Linked DNA regions of Mus musculus: region 1 is linked to region 2. Evidence: chromatin contacts called from public HiChIP or PLAC-seq data. All regions are on one chromosome and are shown on one strand. Each heading gives the region's core, a stretch centred on a gene start, on an enhancer-like site or on the middle of the called end of the contact. The rest is flanking DNA. Distances are from core to core; before and after follow the strand shown.

The links. HiChIP or PLAC-seq counts read pairs in DNA pulled down with a chosen protein or histone mark.
Region 1: an H3K27ac HiChIP or PLAC-seq map of embryonic stem cells shows a contact between it and region 2, with 5 read pairs. The contact joins the promoter of Tnk2os here to the enhancer-like site in region 2. A contact is called at or near these places in 1 of 39 promoter capture datasets (second pharyngeal arch cranial neural crest), 1 of 15 datasets of contacts at CTCF or cohesin (large pre-B cells), 2 of 484 Hi-C or Micro-C datasets (bone marrow-derived macrophages and liver), 2 of 115 datasets of contacts at active chromatin or transcription factors (embryonic stem cells and extraembryonic endoderm stem cells) and 4 of 9 other capture datasets (adipose tissue, embryonic stem cells, liver and 1 more).

Annotation. Positions count from the first base shown.
Region 1 is chr16:32,666,914-32,669,613 of GRCm38.p6, forward strand. Tnk2os (tyrosine kinase, non-receptor 2, opposite strand) reads right to left here and starts at 1,284. Exons shown (of 3, transcript NR_033493.1): 1 at 1,042-1,284. Tnk2 (tyrosine kinase, non-receptor, 2) reads left to right here. Exons shown (of 16, transcript NM_016788.3): 4 at 1,308-1,529; 5 at 2,474-2,626.
Region 2 is chr16:32,536,999-32,539,897 of GRCm38.p6, forward strand. No RefSeq gene overlaps it. Among named protein-coding and RNA genes, the nearest start is that of Zdhhc19, 42 kb to the left of the region's middle. Within about 2 kb of position 1,328, at least 38 of the 459 cell types and tissues checked have an H3K27ac peak or open chromatin away from gene starts, as enhancers often do. A contact at or near this core is called in embryonic stem cells, extraembryonic endoderm stem cells and pancreatic islet, where this site is marked.

The DNA of each region.
Region 1 (2,700 bases), core at 34-2,533, 130 kb after region 2:
TTAGGAAAATACTGGGAGGAGGGGACAAAGTCCAAACAGGTCCTCAGATTTGAGCTGCCCTTAGTGTTTGATTTCGGGACAAGGGGCTGAGGGGCATATTTTACATACCAAAGCAGACCTGGCCTCCAGGGTCTCCCAGCATCCCTCAGTCCCTACCTGGCATACTCTGCCCGCCCCACCCCCCACCCCCAACTCAGAACTTTCCAGCCCAGGGGCTGCCCTTCTCCCAGAGGCTCTTCCCTAGTAACCCAGACATTTCCATCTCTCTCTGACTCTTTCTGTCTGTCTGTCTATCTCCTTCTCTCCCTCCCGCCCCTTTCTTCTCTCTGTGCACACCCTCTCTTTCTTTCTCTTTTCCGCCCATACCCCCACTTTCCCCATGACCACTCTAATGTGGCTTGAGTTGGCTCACTTCACCAGCTGGGGAGAAAGAACCTATCACTCAGCACACACGGGTAAGGTTGGCCAGCTCTGAGGGCAACGAGAAGAGTCTGTAGCCTGGCACTAGAGCTTTAGATGCCCAGTGGAGGGGCCAAGTCAGATTGCATGGCCAGGTGAGTTCCTTCATAGCCCCCCTCTTCCTGTCTCTTGACCTTTGGCCCTTCTTTCTCCAAAACAGGCCTTGGAGACCCCTCTAGTCTTCCTTCCTTCTCAGCCCTTGGCTCTAGGCGCCCCTCCAGAAATCCAGCTGTCTTTCCAGGCCCTTCTCCAGCAAAGACTGGCTTCATTTGCACTACATACACACACATAACACATACTCATGGGTCAACCTCAGACTAAAATTATCTTCTCCCCTGGGCAGGATGAAGGGCAGCCGACTCCCCAGGGAGGATAGAGACAGACAGTGCCAAATGGTTAACCCAGAGAAGGGGCCAGGGCTAAAAATGGACAGGGAGGTGTTTGGAGGGCCCCTCGGGCTCCTACCCTCTCTTTGTATGCTAGGGGCAAGAGGCTGTGCCGTTTAGGAGGTTCAGGAAGGGAAGGGTAAGATGGGGAGGAGCTGAAGGCCAGGGCTGCCAGGGCTGGGGCTTGGGGGTGTACCTGGAGGGCTTTGGGCTATCTCTGTCTTCACAGACCGTTTTGGGGTTAACTTCATCCACAAGCAGCATCTTCATCTGTTTTTGACGACTACCCTGAGGCTTCAGCTGTGGGTTCCCCGTTAGGGTGTACGCTAGAAGTGTGTGCCTTTAACAGGCTGCCCCTGGCAGCTTGGCAAAGCCAGGAGCTGTCTGAGGCTTACCAGTAGGGTGGGACTGAGTGCCTCTGGGGCCCTGGGTTCCATCTGGCTTCTGGCTGCTTTCAAACAGGTGTTCAGTGGAAAGCGGTTGGAGGCCGAGTTCCCTTCCCAGCACTCTCAGAGCACCTTCCGGAAGCCCTCCCCCACCCCAGGGAGCCTGCCAGGGGAGGGGACCCTGCAGAGCCTCACCTGCCTCATTGGGGAGAAAGACCTACGCCTGCTGGAGAAGCTGGGGGATGGCTCCTTTGGCGTGGTGCGCAGGGGTGAATGGGACGCCCCCGCAGGGAAGACGGTGAGCTCTGGGGTGGGCACCTCTCCCCTTCTGTCAGGCGACAAGTGACTAGGGACAGTTGTGAAAGTACTCACCTTTTGAGCCATGTTCAGGTTTAACTGAGCACAGTGATTTCTTTTTTTCAAGTCTAAAGATAGTTTGCTTACTATGAAAGATTGGACACGGAAAAATGAAAGGCAAAGGCCTGCAGCTCCCACTGCCCGGCTGAGGCAGGGCTGCAGCGCCCCCTCCTGCCACCCCAACCCCTGCAGGGATTTGTTGTGAGACAGCATCTTGGGTAGACCAGGGTGGCTTTGAACCTGCAGTGACAAAGTATTTTCTGTCCCTTTATCCTTTCCTTCCTTCATGGTCTTGGATCAGCTTTGAAGCAAGTGCTGTGCCACTGAGCTATGTCTCATCACTAAGATAGAAATTAGATTTACATATTTAAGTCATAGCCTTTTTTCTCTTAATTAAAACTCCCTAGTGGATAACCACACACAAACATACACGTATGGGGTGTGGGGGGATACAGATTATTGTAAATATATAGGGCCAGATGCACTTCCCAGACAGTATATTAATATTGCTAGCACCCAGCAGGATTTGTCAAGCCCTGGCCACTCAGCACCCCTTTTTCCAAGGTGGGGGGCATCCATAGATTATGGCATTATAGTTCAACTATATTATTGTTCTGTCTTTATATTGCTCATCTCTTAATTTATTGTCACTGCTAATTTGGGAATTTGCCCAGAAAGAAGAGGCCCACATTTAGTGACCTTTAGAGGTCAGTCAGCTGCCACCCTCTTGCAGTGCAGAGGATGTAGGATATAAACTGATGGCATGCTTGTGCACTCAGATGAACAGGTCTGACGCAAGGGGCTTTACTCTGAGTTGGAAGGTGCAGTTAGCTCAGTGTTGGGAACCATGAAGGTCTAACGCCCTGCTAATCCTGCACTGGGCAGGTGAGTGTGGCCGTCAAGTGCCTGAAGCCTGACGTGCTGAGCCAGCCAGAGGCCATGGACGACTTCATCCGGGAGGTCAATGCCATGCATTCACTAGACCACCGAAACCTCATTCGCTTGTATGGTGTGGTGCTCACACTACCCATGAAGATGGTGAGTGGCTGGGTGGGAGGGAAGGCCAGAGGGCTACCTGCAGTCTGGGCTCCCAGACGCACTCTTCCTCCTGC
Region 2 (2,899 bases), core at 78-2,577:
CTTGCAGAGGACCTGAGTTCAATTCCCAGCACCAACATGGTGGCTCTGATAGAACCTAGTGGGGAAACCCCCACTCAACTCCCGATTCGGTGTGCACCCAAGAATCACGAACAGACTACCATCTTGATGTAATTACATGAGGACGTTTAATTACGGAGCTCCAGACCGACATGTATCCCACACAGGAGATAACGGATGTTGGCCACGAGGCTTGAAAGCTAGGGGTTTTTATGGGGTAAGGGGCTTAGGGATGTGGAATTCAGCACAGCGACACACTATTGGCTTATTCAAACATTAACAGAAAGAACATAGGGCATCAGGACTTTCTTCCTGTGGACTGGGGGGCTTATCTTTGTTCACATAGCAACCAGTTGATGTATGACTTTACCCGGCACCAAGGGGCAATAGACAGAGGGGAGATTCTTAGATAATATAGCCCTGCTGGTCCTTGTATCTTTACAGTCAAGATGTTCTTAGGAATGCCTTAACAACAGCCCTGCCCTGGCATGCCTGGGGGCTGTTCTGCTTTGTTCTTGGTCCCAGGCCGGGCTGTGGGCTCCTAAACTCACAAGTTACAATATTTTATCTTCCTTCAGCACAATCATCTGATCCCAGAGATCTGATGCCCTCTTCTGACGTCTGTGGTACAAGGTATACACATGGTGCATATACATACATCCAGGCAAAATATTCATATATTCAAAATAAAATAAAATAAAATAAAATAAAAAGATAAACAAACAAACAAACTGTTTATCAATAAATACTAATGAAGTTTTAATCAGCTCAGATTTTCTCAGTGGCCCTAGTGTATAGTTCAAATTCTTAGGTAATGAGGAAGGCCACGAAGAGTTTCTAAGTGTGATGCTATTTCCTAAATGCTAAGTGAATTAGTTTACAAGCCAGGTAGAAAATCATTAGTAACTGAGTATCAGGGCGTGGGAGAGATGTTTCCAGCACAGAAAAGCCCAAGCATGCTGGTATAGTACTAAGGCCTTTCTCCCTAACTCGTGAAGTGTTTTTTCCTCTTAAGAGTTGACTGGATAACCAAATTCCAACTGAAGGAGTTCCTAACAGGGACTGTAGCTCAAGAGCCCTAGCCATCAAGCACGAAGAAGGAATCTTAGAAGAGGGGCTGCTCTCCTAGAGGACCATCTGCCTCCAGCTTGAGACCTTGTTCCTCAAGAGTCCTAATTTTAGATCAAGCAAGGGCTTAATCTCTTCTTATATTTGTATCTGTAGCCCCTTTGTTCTGCTGCAGCCTTTAGCCTACTCACTGTGTTTACCTTACCTCTCCTTTTATCTTCTTTACTGGTGGGCCCCCTGGCCAGCAGAACTTTGTAGAGCTTACCCAGCAGGGTGGAACCATGGCCTCAGCAAGGTCCTGGGCTCTGCTGGGTCCTTCCTGCCCCTCAGGCTTTTGTAGGGTGGGGGAGTCCTTGATCTTGAATCCAAGCTGTGAGGGTCTGTGGGTGGCCCAGCTTCAAAGTGAGCCAACCCAGGAGGCTTCCTGGAAGCTGGACGGACTCCTCCGCAGAGCCTGTCTCTGAGGGTCATGTGAGGAGGAGCTGGGGTCCAGACCATCAACAAGGGAAGCATAAACTGTGCATGGCACATTGAGTGGTGTGATCTGTGAACAAACAGACAAACCAAATATTTGATGTTGGGGAATGGAGCATAAAAAAAATGTATTAAATGATTCCATTTAGGTAAAAGCACTCACATGCTGCTTTGAGTACATTTATGTGTAAATAAGGGGGCAGAAAGGTTTTTTTAAGGTCGAAGCCTGAACATCAAACCAACAGAGCAAATTAAAAATCAAAATGGAGTCAGGATAAAAGTCAAACCTAAGCTAAGTTATTATCCTACTCTTGGAGAAGTTAATATGAGAGTTCTCACAAAAATCTTTTTCACTTGGAATGAAAATGAAATGCCAGCCTTTAATTCCAGCCTTCAGGAGGTAGAGGTAGGTAATCTTAGGAATTTGAGTCTGGTCTACAGAGTGAGTTTCAGGACCACCAGTGTTAGCATTCCTTCTAGGCTCCGCCCCACGGTTACCTAGCAACAGTCAGGAAGCTTAACTCACTATAAAAGGGGCTCCTTGCCTCCTTTTCTCTCTCTTTCTTGCTCTCTTACCCTCTCTGTCTTTTCTCTCCCCAAACTCCCTTCCTCCTTCCCTTCCTCTCTCTCTCCCTCCCTCCCTCCCTCCCTCCCTCCCTCCCTCCCTCCCTCCCTCCCTCTTTCTCCCTCACCCTGCCTTTTTCTGTCTCTACTCCCTCCTCAACTCCCCTCCCCATGCCCTAAATAAACTCTTCCATATTATATCCGTGGCTGGTACCTGGGGCTGCGGGGAGAGGAGAAGGAGGGATGCCTTATCATGGCATCCTGCAGAGGTGCCCCCTTCCACCTCTACCAAACTATCCTGGTTCTCTCTCTCTCTCTCTCTCTCTCTCTTTCTTATAAAACACAATAGCCTACACAGAGAAACCCAGTCTCTAAATTCCCCCACCCCCTAAAACAAAACAAAACCCTGCACTGAACTGAAGAGTTCCCTGTTTCAATGGATATTGATTTTTGTTTTTAAAAATCTAAATAATTCTTAGAGCTTTGAGAAGGAGTAAGATGGGGTGGGGTGGGGTGGGGTGCTACTGCTTAGAGTGAAAGATGTAACTTTTTGCTTTTAAGTTATCTTCTAAGTAAACTAAGCACAGTAAAAATAGTGACAGGAGGGACTTACAAAGAATTATTGAGCTGATATTTCTCTCATTATATATCACAGACAGACAGACAGACAGACAGACAGACAGACAGACAGATAGATAGATAGATAGATAGATAGATAGATAGATAGATAGATAGATATAGCTTTTTTTTGAGACTGCCTTGAGTAACCAAGGCT